Linked DNA regions of Sus scrofa: regions 2 and 3 are each linked to region 1. Evidence: chromatin contacts called from public Hi-C and promoter capture Hi-C data. All regions are on one chromosome and are shown on one strand. Each heading gives the region's core, a stretch centred on a gene start, on an enhancer-like site or on the middle of the called end of the contact. The rest is flanking DNA. Distances are from core to core; before and after follow the strand shown. Region 1 holds the start of SPTAN1 (spectrin alpha chain, non-erythrocytic 1). Region 2 holds the start of DOLK (dolichol kinase). Region 3 holds the start of CIZ1 (cip1-interacting zinc finger protein).

Region 1 (4,758 bases), core at 1,522-4,021:
CGAGAATCTGGGGTGGATTAATTTCAGAGCTGCTACGCTGTCCTGTCCTTTTTTGTCTTTGTTCTCAATGAGTATCTCTCAGAAAACAAAGAAGCCCAGTTTCTGCTTCATCATCTCTCTCCCCACACCTCACAGAGTGGCATTTGGTGAAATTGGTGGGAGATGATGTAGGCAGACAATAGAAGTGGGAAGAACGGCTTTTTCCGTGTCTCATATCCAGTGCCAGGTGAAGAGTGGGTGGATGTGTGGGCGGTGGAAAGGTTTGGAGATACTGGTTTGGGGCCATGTCTCAGATGAGGCAAAAGAAGAACAAATAAGATTTTAGTTTCTGTACCAATACAGAAGCTCTCTCTAAGGTTGCAAATCTGTTTTGCCTCCAGTAAAAGCAGCAAAACCCCCATTTGACTAGGAGGCCAAAGTGATTCAAAAGAAAGCTTTTTCAGAGAAAAATCTTCCTTTTTTTACAGCTTCTGCCCAGGGACCTTGACACCCTTCCCACACGCACGGTCTATGGAAGTGCCCGGGCCAGGGATGAATCAGAACCGCAGCCGCAACCTAGGCCCAGCTGTGACAAGGTCAGATCCTTAATGTCCTTTGCTAGGGCAGAAGGTCTTTGGACCTTTTGGAGAGCTGTTATTGTGTTGGCCATTTTGTACCCAGATCTGAATAGCTGCTTAAACCTTTTGCTGCTCCCCACTGGAGAAGAGACTGTGGACGCCATCAGCTGCCTCCAGAAATGCACAGGCCGGGGAGGAGGTACCAGGTCTGTTTTCTCTACACGGAACATTGCAGGAAATGCCTCTCAGCTCCTACGTGTTTCCTCCAGATTCTCGAAAGCTGCTTCTGGGGTGTGGCCACTCCTTTTCTTTTCTCTGCACACCCATGGAGTGAGGGAAGAGGGGAGTTTTTCTTCATTATCAGGGCTCCAGCCTGGGCAGCTGAGAAGCCAGATTGCAGATTCCAGGCCCAGGGAACAAGGCAAACTGCAGAGGGCCAAGAAGCTCAGGGCTGGGCCCCCAGTTCTGGTGCAGTGTCCATGGCCTTCATAGCTATTTAAGGGGCAGCGGCGGCGGCGGCGGCAGCAGCGGCGGCGGCGGCAGCAGCAGCAGGGGAGGGGGTGGGGTGCCTGGTAACCAGGAGGCTGAGGCTGTCCTGAGCTGCAGAGCTCCTGGTCTGCCTGACTGCACAGGAATGATCTGGGTGTTACTCTCAATGGCTGTGGCCCAGCTGTCACCAGAGTGGGGGTGGGGAAAAGGCTTCCTAAATACTGGAGGGCTTCTAGCTACAGAGGCAGGCCCTGAAACTGCTAAGACTGTAAGGAACAGAAATTCCAGAAATCTTATTTCCTTTTCTTGGCACCTCAGCATCCACCATCACAATGCCTCCCCTTTCCTATGACAAGGCAGTATATAGCACAGGGTTTAAAGAGAAGGTTCTGGCTGCCTGGATTGAAATCCTAGCTTTTTTCTTCTGGCTACCTGCCTGACCTAGGACAGGAAAATAAGCTTTGATATCAGTGTCCTCTTTTGAAAAAATGGGGAAAGAACACTATCTCATAAAATTATTGCAGAGATTTTTAAAAATTTTAATACATGACATGCTTAGCAGAGTGCCTGGTACATAAGGAAAGATCAATTCATTGTGGCAAAAAGAATCTTAATGTCTCATTTGCAAAATACGACTAATGCATCCTGTTCCACTGGCGACTTGTCAGAAGCTGTTGATGTAAGAGCCTAAGAAATTGTTAACTCTTCAAATCTCAGAAAGACAGACATAAACGCCAAATTTTTGATGATCGTATTTGACATCTCTTATTACCTCCTCAAACCCGAAGCCTCAAGTCATTTTCGGTTTCTTCCTTTAGTTTATTATTTTTTGCTTTTTAGGGCCACACCCGCGGCCTATGAAGGTCCCAGGCTAGGTCGAATTGGAGCTACAGCTGCTGCGGCTATGCCACAGCAACGCGGGATCCGATCTGCCTCTGCGACCTACACCACAGCTCACAGCAATGCAGGATCCTTAACCCACCCAGCGAGGCTAGGGATCGAACCCTCATCCTCATGGACACTAGGCGGGTTCGTTATCGCTGAGCCACGATGGTAACTTCCCATCCTCTATTTCTTGACCCCCCAACCCCCAACCCCCAACAGAGAAGGCTGATTTGGGTCCCCGCACCAGCCTTCTCCTAGGGAAAGGGAGCAAGAGGAAGAGAAGCATACGGGTGACCTCACCCTTTGTGACTGGCCGTTTTTCCGGCTGGGGCGCGAAGCATCCCCGGCCAGACTGCAGCAATGGCCCTGCCCCGCCCTTCGCTGCAGTCCTGGAAGGGCTCCCAGGGGCGGAGGGGTGGGTGGGGTGCAGAAGATTCTCTGCAGGGCGGGGAGGGGCAGGATTGGAGGATGCTGGCTGCGGGGAGGGCGGTGCGGCTGGAGCATCTCAGCCCGCCTGGGCGGAGGTAGCGACACCACTGCACCATCAACCCCCACCCCTGGCGCGCGCACTCCTTCCCCCTCCTCCCGCGGCGCTCGCAGGACTCGGCTCTTCCCCCGCATTGCCTCTTCGGCTTCTTCCGGGAGCGCTCGACCCTTTCCGCCTGACGATCGGGCGGCGAGTCGGCGGGAGCTCCGCCCCCTTTGCTCCGCCGGAGCTCGACCCCGCCCCTCGCGCCGCGCCGGGGCCCTTCCCCCGCGCTCGCGCCCGCTCGCCGCCGGAACGCGCGCGGCCGCCTATAAAAGAGGCGGGGCGCGCGCGTCACCGCCACTACCCGCTGCGGAGCGAACGGAGAGGAGCGGAGGCCGCAGAGCCCCGTCGGTTCCCCCAGCACCCCCGGCCCGACGCACCCACTGCCCTCACCCCCAGGAGCCGGTGAGAGGAGGAGCGGGCGAGCCAGGGCGGGAGCGGGGCCCGAGGGCGGTCGACCCCTGGGCCGGGAGCCGGGCAGCCCCTGGGGCGGGGCCGCGCCAGCGCGCGGACAGGTGAGCCCGGGCTGCCTCGCCGCTCCCTCGGTGGGGCGGGGAGCCGGGCGAACCGGCCGCGACCGGCTTGTGGTGCGTGGGCTGCGGAGGAGCCGCGGGGCCGAGCCTGGGCGCCGGCCGCAGGAATGTCATTGACTGGGCGGAGGGGGCGGGGGGCCGCCAGGTCCCTCCCGTACCCCCCTCCCCCAGCCGGCTTCGGCCCCGCCCTGCCCCATCCGGCTGCGGCAGGTGGGGCGGGGGCTTCCTGGTCCGCTTGGTTTCTCCATTCTTCTCCCCGAGGGGCGCTTCCCCCGCCGCCCCCAATCCTGGCTCCTCGGTGGGGAGCGACTTGTGCAGCTCCTTTCTCCAAAGCCGACCAGCAGTGCCGGCCCAGCCCTTGAGGGAGGAAGAGCGGAAGATGAAGGGCTCTTTGACCTTAATTTCATCCAATGTAGCGATCTTGGCCTTTTCTCGATGCAGAAAAGTCCGAGATTGGCCATCTCCTTTTCGTCCCTTGTAACAAACATATCTTTCCTCCCCAACTGATTTGCTTGTAAATAACTGGTAGATGCGGCGCTTGCTTTGTAGGAGACCTAAATCAAATAACTTAATAGCTTAGAGGGTTTTTTGTTTGTTTTACCCTGAGACCAGGTCTTTCGAGTCGAGGACAGAATATTTGTCAGAAATTCTACAGCCAGCCGGTGTTTAATGATAGAGCAGCCTTTTGTTTGAAAGCTATTCCTGCGAATTTGGTTGATGATTCCCAAAGAAAATTGCTTTTCATTTAAAAGTCTTCTTTGGGAAAAAAAAAAAATTCTCTTCGATGAACTGGGATAAAATGTATTTTAAACAAAGGGCTCGTTAAGGTTAAGGGTTGGATATATTTTAAATTAAAAGCTAGACTAGCCCAGAAGGCTGAGTTGAGGTGCAACACCTTGTCATGTCTTTTATATAATAGATCCTAGACTGTGACTCTTTGTTCTGTCTTCATCCTGATATTTTAGAAAATCTTAACCACGATGGCTGTTAGGGAAGGAGAGAAGAAAGAGCATATGAAATATTTTCATAATGTGTTGAAAATTGCGTCGTCATAGCAATTGGACTTAACTAAAGCAGAATGTATCAAAGATGGAAGGGTGGGGGTGTCTTGCAGCCAGGAAACAGAAAATCTGAAGAACAGTGGGAACACTCAGCTGTATGAAGCCATGAGCCAAGATTCCAGCTCCTCAAACTCGTCCTGTATTTTCCCTTTTGTTTGCAGCTGATGTCAGGTTTGGAAAGGTCACATTGAAGGCCAAGTTTAAAAAATGTGCTACAGGAAAATAAAAATGTGCTGTGTGCAGGAAATTAACAGTAAGCCTTTTTTAGTAACTAGGCCAGCCTCACTCAAAGGGACCCTCAAAGTGTGTTAGCTGTTATCCAGGGACCTAGATGGAGAGCCGAGCCTCGAGACTCGGTAGGAGCATTGGTCCCTGCTGGACAGATGGGAGGGAGGCCTATGGTGAACCATCAGCTTGGTAACATTCTCAGATGTGTTTTTGATCTTTGGCAGTGTGTGCGTAGTAATCTAATAATTAGAGAAATCTGATATGTCATAGGCTCACCCTATAAGCTTGTCTAGCAATCGATGAACAGGTTAGGTGGGGAGCGCTGCTGTTTAAGTATGGCCTTTGGTTCCCTGGGTTAGAATTTCCAAGAGGAAATTTTTCCTCTACCTGCCTTCATCCCTTTGGGGGGTGGGGTGGATGGCGGCTGCAGATGCTGAGAAGTGGATGTCAGGAATAGCCCACAGTCCTGTCATTGC
Region 2 (4,758 bases), core at 942-3,441, 320 kb after region 1:
TGCATCCTCATGGATACTAGTCAGCTTCGTTACCGCTAAGCCACATCGGGAACTGCCTTTTTTTTTGCTTTTTAAGTATCAGCAAAACTAAAATCAGGAGTGCTTTGATTTTTATTTGAAATCTGAATCGACTGAAAAATTAAATCTGTATCTCACCCCTGGGCTCTTCCCGCCCAAGGGGCTGGCAGCTGTGAGGACCATTCATCTTCCCCATGTCCCTGTCTCCTCCATGGCTGCTGTGCAGCAGCTACGCCATCAGCAGTATCAGGAGGTAGAGAGGCAAAAGCAGATTGTCTATCTGCGTAGTGTATGCTTCTAAGAGGGACACGGTGCTGATGGAGCCCAGAATCCAAGCATAGCTGTAGTTTAGGTCTACTCCACTGTCAAAGATTAAGATCAGAGCTACAGAAATGATCTGGGCAAATATAGATGTCATGGTCCCCTCAAAAGTCTTTTTGGTTCCGGGCCAGCGGATCTCCCCCATGGTGCTGCCGAATATGGAGGCCACGGTGTCACCCACACCGACGGCTAGGACGCCGGCATAGGGGACTAGGGCCCTCGCTCCCCCGAGGCTACCCTTCTGTGTGCAGGGCCTGGGGACTAGCCAAATGGGAAGAGACATGCCTAGCAGCAGATAGATGTGGGTCAGGATGAGCGGTCCACTGTCTCGTTCATCCAGGAATAGGGACAGGAGGCTCCGAAGCGTGTGGCCCAGGGGCTTGATGCGGAAGTAGCGCACGTACTCCAGGAAGATGAAGACCGCCAGACACACGGTGGCGGCCACGTAGAGCAGTGGCCGGTCAAAGATGATACCTGGGATGTAGGTGGCTACCACAATGAAGTGGAAATACTTCCGAGCAATGGTGGGGGCCTGGTGCTTCTTGGACTCAGAAGATGACCGCTTGGCATTCTGGTATAGCACCACCAGGCAGGCCAAGGTGGCCAGCAGAGACCAGTAGGCCAGGAGGTAGACTCGGGTCTCCGTCTGGAAGAGGAACTGAAAAAGCCAGAGCAGGGGATTCCTGCGGATGAGCCGGTGAAGCCAGGGCAGGACCACGCCAAGGCCCAGCACACAGGTCATGAGGTGGAAGAAGATGGAGGAGGCCCAGGTGCCTGAATCCATGAAAACAAAGAGGGTGCTGAAGAAGATGCCCATGAGCACCATCCCTACCACCACCACCAGCAGGAAGAAGTCCAAGGGGTCTCCCTGGCTTTCCACCACAGTCAGAGACCGCTTAATGAGCTGGTTGAGCATGAAGCTGATGCCACCCAATACCAGCAGAGCCTCTCCAGGGGTGAAGCAGCGGGGCAACAGGTACAGCAGGATCATGTTGAGGTAGACGAAGATCAGCAGGACCTCCAGGACCTCTATCACCTCGCCTACACTCAGAGAGTGCTTCATGATATAAATGATGACACCTCCAGCCAAGCCCGAGATGACACAGGTGTTGGTGGGCACCGGGCGAGTGATGCCCAGAGCCAATACTGACGAGAAGAGGGCCACTGCCATGCCAGTGGCCGCCACCACAATTCCAAAGCGCTCAAAGTATGGGTTCCCCGCAGCCTGGCAGCGCTCCTTCATAACCAGTCCGAGCAAAGGCATGACCACCGAAGCGGGCAGGAGGCCACTGTTTGCGGACATTCGGAACTGGAAGACCGCGCTTCCCTGCTGTAGCAGTCGGTCCCACTTGTATTGGACGTAGAAGGCCTGCACGGCGAGGGCCACGGCGCACCACGAGTACCGATCCCACACTGCTGCGTGGATGCTCAGTACCACTATGAACACCACCGCTGCCTCTGCCAGCACGGACCCGCTCAGCGGAGCCCCGGACCCAGAGGCCGGAGGAGCGCACTCTCGGGTCATGTCTCTAGATCTGGGACCCCGGGGAAACCCGGGTGACTGGAGATGCCTTGGATTCTGGGCTCCTCAATCCTCGCCAGGCACAGAGCGGTAGCTTCACCCAGCCAGCACGTTCTCTATCCGCTCTCCTGCTGCCAGAAGGGAAGCGCCACTGAATGATCACTCTGTGCAGGCAAGGAGCTGGCGTCAGGTCACGCTCCAACGTCTCCCACCTCAAGCGTAGGTGTCGCTCCTCCACCGACTCCCTCACTGACTCGACCGCCCTCGCCCGGGAGTCCTCACCGCTCCGGGCCACGCCATGTTGGCCCCGCCCGCCGTCACGTGACGAAAAGCCCCGTCCACGCCCCGGAGGCGAGCGGTCACGTGGGCGCGGCGTCTGGGGGCGGGGCTAGGGCGCGCGCGCGCGAAGATGGCGGCGGCCGCCACCGGGCCGTGTGTGAGGTGCGGAGCGGGCCGAGTCAGCGGGGGTGGCTGTTAGGCGCCGGGTCGAATCCGAGCCGGAAGCGGGGCGGGATTTGAGGGCACGATGTAGCGGCAGTGGCGGGGCGAAGGCCGGCTAGGCGGACGGGCGCCGGGATGGAGGCGGTTACGGCCAAACGGTCTCGGCGCGCGGGCATCTGAAGCGACTTCTCGGAGAGGGGGCCGGTGCCTTACCCCTTCCCTCGGCGCCCGCCTCCGGTCTCCGGTTCCTTTCCCTTCTTCCCCTCTCCCCGTGGCGCGTCCCTCGGCGCCCCCCTCCCGCTTCCTGGCTGGCGTGACGCTCCCTCGAGGCGCGACGGGGCGCTTCGCGGTCGCCCGGGGAGCCCCCACCCCGTCCCCGCCGCAGCCTCCTGGGCCCTTCCCGGCGGCGCTCCCCAGGGTCCCGCATGTGCTCTCCATGGAAGGTCTGTTTCGGGCGTCGCCGAGCCACGTTCCTGCAGTTTCTGCCCTCTTGGGCCGCCCAGCCTTTCATTCATCCATCTATTCATTTTCTCCTGTATTGATTCCGTCAGCGGACACCCCACGCACTGTACTGGGCTTTGGGGACGGGAAGATAAAATACTCAAAAGAAAGAGACAGTTCTTACTTCTGGAGCGATACCAGCGCCGGGCTGGCGAGGCGCGTTCTTTTCCATGGCTTTATCTCCTTGAACTCCCACGACTCCGAGCGGCACCTTGTGTTTTACGGATAGATGACTCATAGACCCAACTCAGAACTGGCGGAGGGGTCCGGTGAGGCTTCGAACAGGCGTGTGTCTGCCTCTGGATCTGTAACCAGATCGCCACACTTCCATCTTCCACTTACAGCTCGAAGCGGCTTCCATTCTCGCGGCCACCCTCCCGGCTAACCGTCCCCTTGTCACTTCTTCCCTGTGCCTGCAGTGTTTCGCTACTTTTTTTGGCTTTTCACTACTACTCAACACTCCGAAGAGCATGGAATAGGCTCTGAGTAAATATTTATGACAAGTATTGCCCTTGTTCTCTGTACGACTTCCTGCGCCTCTCTGCTCAAGTGACTTTTTTTTTTTTTTTTCCATTGTGATGATACTTTTTAATCATGTAAAGTTTCAAGTGAGATTTCTCTTCTCTGGAATTTCCATCGAACTATTTCTGGAGCAGTTTGTGTTTTTCTCCTCCGCTGTTTTTCATGTCAGCTCTTGTATCGGGCAGCATTGTGGTCGCTGTGCTCTCCTTTTTTTAGGCTTGTCTTACAGTCCTTGTGGAGCTTGGGTAAAGGTCAGCTCCTGCAGGGCCAGGCGCGTTCTTCAGTGAAAGAGAGGGCAAGGAGAGGGAAGCGGTTAGTTTGCCTGAAAGATGCTTTCTTCATCCTGGGGGAACCTACCACATTCACACCTGAAAGTGGCAGAAATGACACCTGGGATTTCTAGGCCCTGCTTTGTGCATAGCCTGCTTTAGGAACAATCTTTTCTTTCTTTTTGTGCTGGTCAGCATGTTATAATGATTGGGATTATACTGAACAGCAGCCTTCTGTTTGAAATGCCTAGAAGTCTGAGCTAAGAGAAAACTGAAATTCTGTTCCTGGTGCCTGCTGATTTGCAGATGACCACAGACAGGCCACCTTACCCTTGGAGTCTGTTTCTCCAAATATTAATCCTTTTCAGGGTAATATTGAGGTGATTCTGAAGCTTGTAAGAAGGTGTATGTTAATACGAGTTGGCACTGGTCAAAAGTGGAATAGCAGTACTCTTAAATCACTCACAGTTGGGAGAATCACTGAGGGTTTGGCAGAAAGCTCGAATATTGGCATTTGGGGTTATCTCTTGTGTTCTAAAGTTAATGGGTGCGAGAAAACAGCTGTGGTTTGAAAGCATGCTGCCTAGCTTAAATTTCAGTTCACGAAGGAGAGGTGTGCTTCTGTGGAGTCAGCATCCATGGGCGGTGGCAACTTTTATTCATTTTTTCCACGTGGAGTAGTTAACTGTGTTTCTCAAAAGGATTATCTCAGAGTAGGTTGGCTGTGTCTCAGTCTTTCTATCAAAAGGACACAATTATTAATAAAGGACTGTTGTTATTTTTGGCCATGCAGCATGTGGAAGTTCCCAGGATAGGGAGCGAACCCTGGCCACAGCAGTAACCAGAGCCACCAGGGGAACTCAGACTATTTCTCATCTAGTTGCTTTCATCCAAAAGTTTCCAACCACATGAATCTCTCTAAGGAAGATAATTTCTAGTTTCAATTAATTCCCATTCTTTTAGGAATGGAATTCCTTGTTCGCTAGAATATTGGACTGGAAGTCAATAATTTTTTTTTTTTTTTTTAGGGCTGCACCCATGGCACATGGAGGTTCCCAGGCTAGGGGTCTAATTGGAGCTACAACTGCTGGCCTACGCCAGAGCCACAGCAACACGGGATCCGAGCCGCATCTGCGACCTACACCACAGCTCATGGCAACGCCG
Region 3 (4,758 bases), core at 873-3,372, 290 kb before region 1:
AGGCAGGAGAGCCTGCTGTCTCAGAACACAGCTCTGTAGTAAGACCCCTAGTCAACACCTAGGCCTCAGTTTCTTCATCTGCAAAATGGGATCATGAGTGCATCTCCCCTAAGTATTGTCAGCAAAGTCAAGGGACTGAGTCTGTAAGGGCCTTGGCACAGTGCCCAGTCCCGAGGGGACCACCCAGCCAGCCACAGCTACCCTGCGGGAGGGGCTGGGTCTGAAGACAAGCTGGCCCTGGGATTACCCCCACAGTGGCTGAAGTATTAGGAGTCACATCTTGGAAGGAAGGCCAGAAAGACAGCTCTCCACAGGGGAAAACTCGGGTAAGGGCTCAGGCTTAATGCAGAGGGCTAGAGACATCCATCCATTCAGTGATCCAGGCAGTCAGGAGGCCCAAGCCTCCATCTAGCTCAACCACTGCTGATGCTGTGTGACCCAGGGCAAATGACTTTCCTTCTCTGAACCTCAGCTTCCTCATCTGCCAAACAAGATGCGAAGGAGGGTGGTCAAAATAGACCTTTCCACCCATCATCTTCTAATGTGCATGTCAGCAAAGTGTGCTGAGTAGCGCCCACGGAGCTGGCACCATGGCCAAGGGCACACTGCCGTGATCAGACAGACCTGCATTCAGCTGAGCAACTGAGGGACTTCCACCTCCTAGAGCCTCAGTGTCCTCATCACTAGGACCCTGACAGTAGCTCCCTCTCAGGGTTGCCGTGTGGACTTGACATTGAATGCTGTTGAGGAGCTACCCTTAGGATGGAGAGAGACAGGGCCGGCGGCCGTACCTTGCAACTGCTGCAGAAGCAAAGCTCTCTGCAGCACAGAGCCGTTGAGGAGGGAGGCGGAGCTGGTGCCCTGGAGATTCAGGAGCTGCTGCTGTGGTTGCTGCTGGGGGAGCCCCCTGGGTGTTGAGAGCAGGAGTCAGACGGTTACTGGGAGAGTCAGATCCTCCCTCCTCCCTGAGATCCCTCTCCTCCATTCTCTGCCTGCCTCTACAGCAGACAGAGGATCCCCTTGGGGTGGGGAGTAGGGGCCTCCAGGACTCAGACAGGGATGCTCCGGGGAGAAATGTCTTGGGGGAGGGGACGCACCAAGGCATGCATCTGAGGGGCTGGGCTAAAGCCACCCACCCCTCCAGTGGGAGCTCACCGGCTGACGGCCATGGGCAGAGGAGCCTGCGGAGGGGACTGCTGGAGCAGCTGCTGGAGCTGCAGCAACTGCTGCTGTTGTAGCTGCTGCTGCTGAAGCTGTTGCTGCTGAAGCTGCTGCTGCTGCTGCTGGAACTGCTGGAGCTGCTGCTGCTGCTGCTGGTTGAACATGGTGGCTGAGGGAAGGCGGGGGGAGTCAGGCCGGATCTCCGTCACCCACTCCCAGCCCGCGGCGCTCAAATACCGCGGCTGAGTTTCACAGCTACTGTCCCGGTCCTGCCCAGAGCTGGCCACACTTGCGGCCCATCCTTTCAAAACCCCTCCAATTCCACCAGCAGAAGGGTTCGCCCCCCCGCCTCCTGCCAATTTCCCCCAAATCTTTCCAACAGTCCCCCTTTCAAACGTCCGACCCCGCCCCCTATCTCGCCAACTCTCCCGCTCGGTCCTTCCTGGAGGAGCGTCCGACACAAATACACCTCCCACCCCACCCTTCGGCCATTCTCCGCGCCAATCGCGTACCGATGCCAGCCCCTCTCCACTCACACCCCTTTGATACGCCCACCCCGTCCCAAGCGCACATTTTATGTCAATAACATCAGCCCCCGCCCCCACCCCCGCCGCTACCTTTCACTTTCATCCAAGAACGAAGTAGGACAGGCTTCCCTCCACTCTACTCCCCACCCCCATTCCACTAACCCCTTCCTTTACAGATCGAGCCAGCATTACACTTCAAATCCGGTATCCCCACCTGCCCGCGAAGCCCGCAGCCTCCGTTCAAGGGGCCCCTAAGTCTTCGGCCGTCCCCCCAGCGGTGCCCGGCCCGCGCCCCTCGCCTCCCAGGGCGGGAATCGCACGGCCTCCTCCCCGCACTCTCGCCGCGGTCGCGTAGGCCCCAGCGGCAGGGCAGGCCGGACAGGCCGGGAGGCTCCGGCTCGCGGATCCCCGGCTCCCCGCAGCTCCGCCGGGGCCTGGCGCTTCCGAAGGCGGTCTGCAGGCCGGGCCCAGGCAGCGCCCTCTGGAGGCCGGGAGGTCCGGGTGGCGCCCGCCGCGTCGCGAGATCCTGCCCAGCGCACCCGCAACGCGGCAGGGGCGGTGCCTGCTCACCCAGCGGCTGGGTAGTGGAGGGCTTAGTTCCGGGCTGCGAGGCGGTCCTGAGCAGAGCAGACCCTCCGTCCCTCGTTCTCCGCATCGTGAAGGGGCTGCTCTGAGCCCAAAGTCCATCCGTCGCCACCCAGAGTGATCTGTCGTCTGGCGGGGACCGTCTCCAACCGACCTCCCCGCGGGTGCCACTGTCCCGCGATCAAGGGCCCCGCGCGGGGCTGGGATGGGAGGGGCGTGCAGCTGTACATTAGGGGACTGAGACCGGGCGAGAAGGCGATCGGCATAGCGGGGCAGAAGAATTTGCCCTAAAAGGTATGGGAGGTGGGTTTGAAAGTTACTGTTTTTTCCCCCTAGGATTTGACTCGGGGGCGGGTGAGGAGGGCTGAGTTCAATGGTTAAAACAACCACAACAAAACCCGGCGCGCATCCTGCCCCCGAATGGTGCTGCCAGCAAAGACCCTTTAATTACGACTCCGTCCTGCGCCCCGGCGCCCTTCCCAATGGCCCCCACTTCGAGTCACCGAGCTGCGTTACTAAATAGCAATCTCTCTCCCCTTTGCAGTTACTCAAAGCCGTCCTCAACTCTTAACAGCCCCAGGCAATGCGCTCACTTTGCTTTAGGCGCAGACCACATGCCGCACGGCGCATGGTGGCGCTAGGGATGCGCAGACCTGAGGTCCACCCAAGGAGACCCGAGTGTCAACCAATCACTGCAGTCATGTGACCAGTGCTTCCCTAAAGCTCGGGACCCGCTCTACCGCCGCCCCGGGCGGCCGCACAGAGGTGCCTAACTCTGCTTGGACTTAGGCGGGAGGGCTGGGCGCGGCTAGACTCAGGGGACTTCGCGCCTTGGGCGGAAGGGCAACCAGGCTTTGAACACGGGCCTGAAGAGTTGGGTTTTATCTATGGAGGGCAGGGAGCGCTAGAGAAGAGAGTGTGACAGCATCGTATCCACCCAGATTAGAACGCTCGGCTCCAGTGAGAACCAAGGAAGAAGGGGTGGGGTCAAGTCAAGATCGCCCAGGCTTCCAAACAGATAGATCTATCTGGGACCTCGGAGGGGTCCGGGATTGAATTGGGGTCCCGCTGCCTTGTGGCTAGGCGCCCCTGGCGGACCTGAGCCTTTCTTCGTCTGTAAAATGAGTACCCCCTCCCGGGGGAAGAGTTGTATGTGTGAGGATGCTATTACATAACGTTTAGCACTGGCACCTGGCACAGGGCGAGCTTAGCAAATTGCCAAAGTACAAAAAGCTAAAAATAATGTTCGTGGTGGTAAAGGTAGAGAAGCCAGCACTGGATTCCTGTGTTGGTTCACCTTTCCAGAAAGCATTCTGCAAATTCTCCATCAAGACTCTTGAACGCCTTGAACACCTTGCCCCTTGATCTGGTCACCCCACTTATAGGAATCTAGCCCAAGAAAATAATCAGAAAGAAGTCTTTTCAAAACCCAGCAAGTCACTCACAGAAACATGATTTATCATAGCTGTCTGGAAAATAATCAACTTTGGGGAACAGCTAAATAAAGCATTGGTGTCCGCCTCCTAAGGCACACAGCCTTCAGGAATTATTTCAAAGGATTTTTTCATATTTTTAATTTTTATTTTTGTGTTTTTAAGGCCACACCTGCGGGATATGGAGGTTCCCAGGCTAGAGGTTGAAACGAAGCTGTAGCCAGCGGTCTACACTACAGCCTCAGCAACGCCGGATCCTTAACCTACTGAGCAAGGCAGGGATCGAACCTGCGTCCTCATGGATGCTAGTCAGATTTGTTTCCACTGAGCCACAATGGGGACTCCTCAAAGGATTTTGTTTATTATTATTATTATTATTTTGCCTTTTCTAGGGCCACTTCTGCGGCATATGGAGGTTCCCAGGCTAGGGGTCTAATTGGAGCTGTAGCTGCCAACCTACACCAGAGCCACAGCAACGCGGGATCTGAGCTGTGTCTGCGACCTACACCACAGCTCACGGCAACGCCAGATCCTTAACCCACTGAGCAAGGCCAGGGATCGAACCTGCAACCTCATGGTTCCTAGTCAGATTCGTTAACCACTGTGCCACAACCGGAACTCCAAAGGATTTGCTGTTATTTTTATTTAATTTTTTTTGTCTTTTAGGATTCTGTTGTTATTGTTGTCGTTGTCTTTCATCTTTTGAGGGCTGCACCCACAGCATATGGAGATCCCTGGCTAAGGGTCTAATCAGAGTTACAGCTGCTGTTCTGTGCCAGAGCCACAGCAACACCAGATCCAAGCTGCATCTGCGACCTACACCACAACTCATGGCAACCCAACGCCAGAACCTTAACCCACTGAGCGAGGCCAGGGATCGAACCTGCAACCTCATGATTCCCAGTCGGATTCGTTTCCACTGCGCCATGGAACTCCCAGGATTTTGTTTTAAATGAGGGTTGCCACGTTTATTTCAGGTTCTCTCTTGTTTTTTTTGTCTCTTTGTTTGATTGATTGATGTTTCTTTTTCTTTTTCCCGTGTGGTAGTATGT

The links. Promoter capture Hi-C pulls out the DNA fragments that hold promoters and counts their contacts. A called contact is a pair of places that touch in the nucleus more often than the background predicts.
Region 2: a contact with region 1 is called in a promoter capture Hi-C map of fetal skeletal muscle, with 4 times the contacts expected there. The contact joins the promoter of DOLK here to the promoter of SPTAN1 in region 1. A contact is called at or near these places in 3 of 5 promoter capture datasets (fetal liver, fetal skeletal muscle and liver) and 1 of 2 datasets of contacts at active chromatin or transcription factors (alveolar macrophages).
Region 3: a Hi-C map of liver shows a contact between it and region 1, with 1.9 times the contacts expected there. The contact joins the promoter of CIZ1 here to the promoter of SPTAN1 in region 1. A contact is called at or near these places in 1 of 5 promoter capture datasets (liver) and 2 of 47 Hi-C or Micro-C datasets (liver and skeletal muscle).

The regions. Positions count from the first base shown.
Region 1 is chr1:268,933,349-268,938,106 of Sscrofa11.1, forward strand. It overlaps SPTAN1 (spectrin alpha chain, non-erythrocytic 1), which reads left to right and starts at 2,772. Exons shown (of 59, transcript XM_013993907.2): 1 at 2,772-2,865.
Region 2 is chr1:269,257,293-269,262,050 of Sscrofa11.1, forward strand. DOLK (dolichol kinase) reads right to left here and starts at 2,192. Exons shown (of 1, transcript XM_001928919.5): 1 at 94-2,192. The coding sequence starts at 1,864. The coding sequence ends at 248. It overlaps NUP188 (nucleoporin NUP188 homolog), which reads left to right and starts at 2,204. Exons shown (of 43, transcript XM_021069837.1): 1 at 2,204-2,302. The coding sequence starts at 2,271.
Region 3 is chr1:268,639,942-268,644,699 of Sscrofa11.1, forward strand. CIZ1 (cip1-interacting zinc finger protein) reads right to left here and starts at 2,123. Exons shown (of 19, transcript XM_013993898.2): 1 at 1,903-2,123; 2 at 1,156-1,330; 3 at 792-907. The coding sequence starts at 1,325.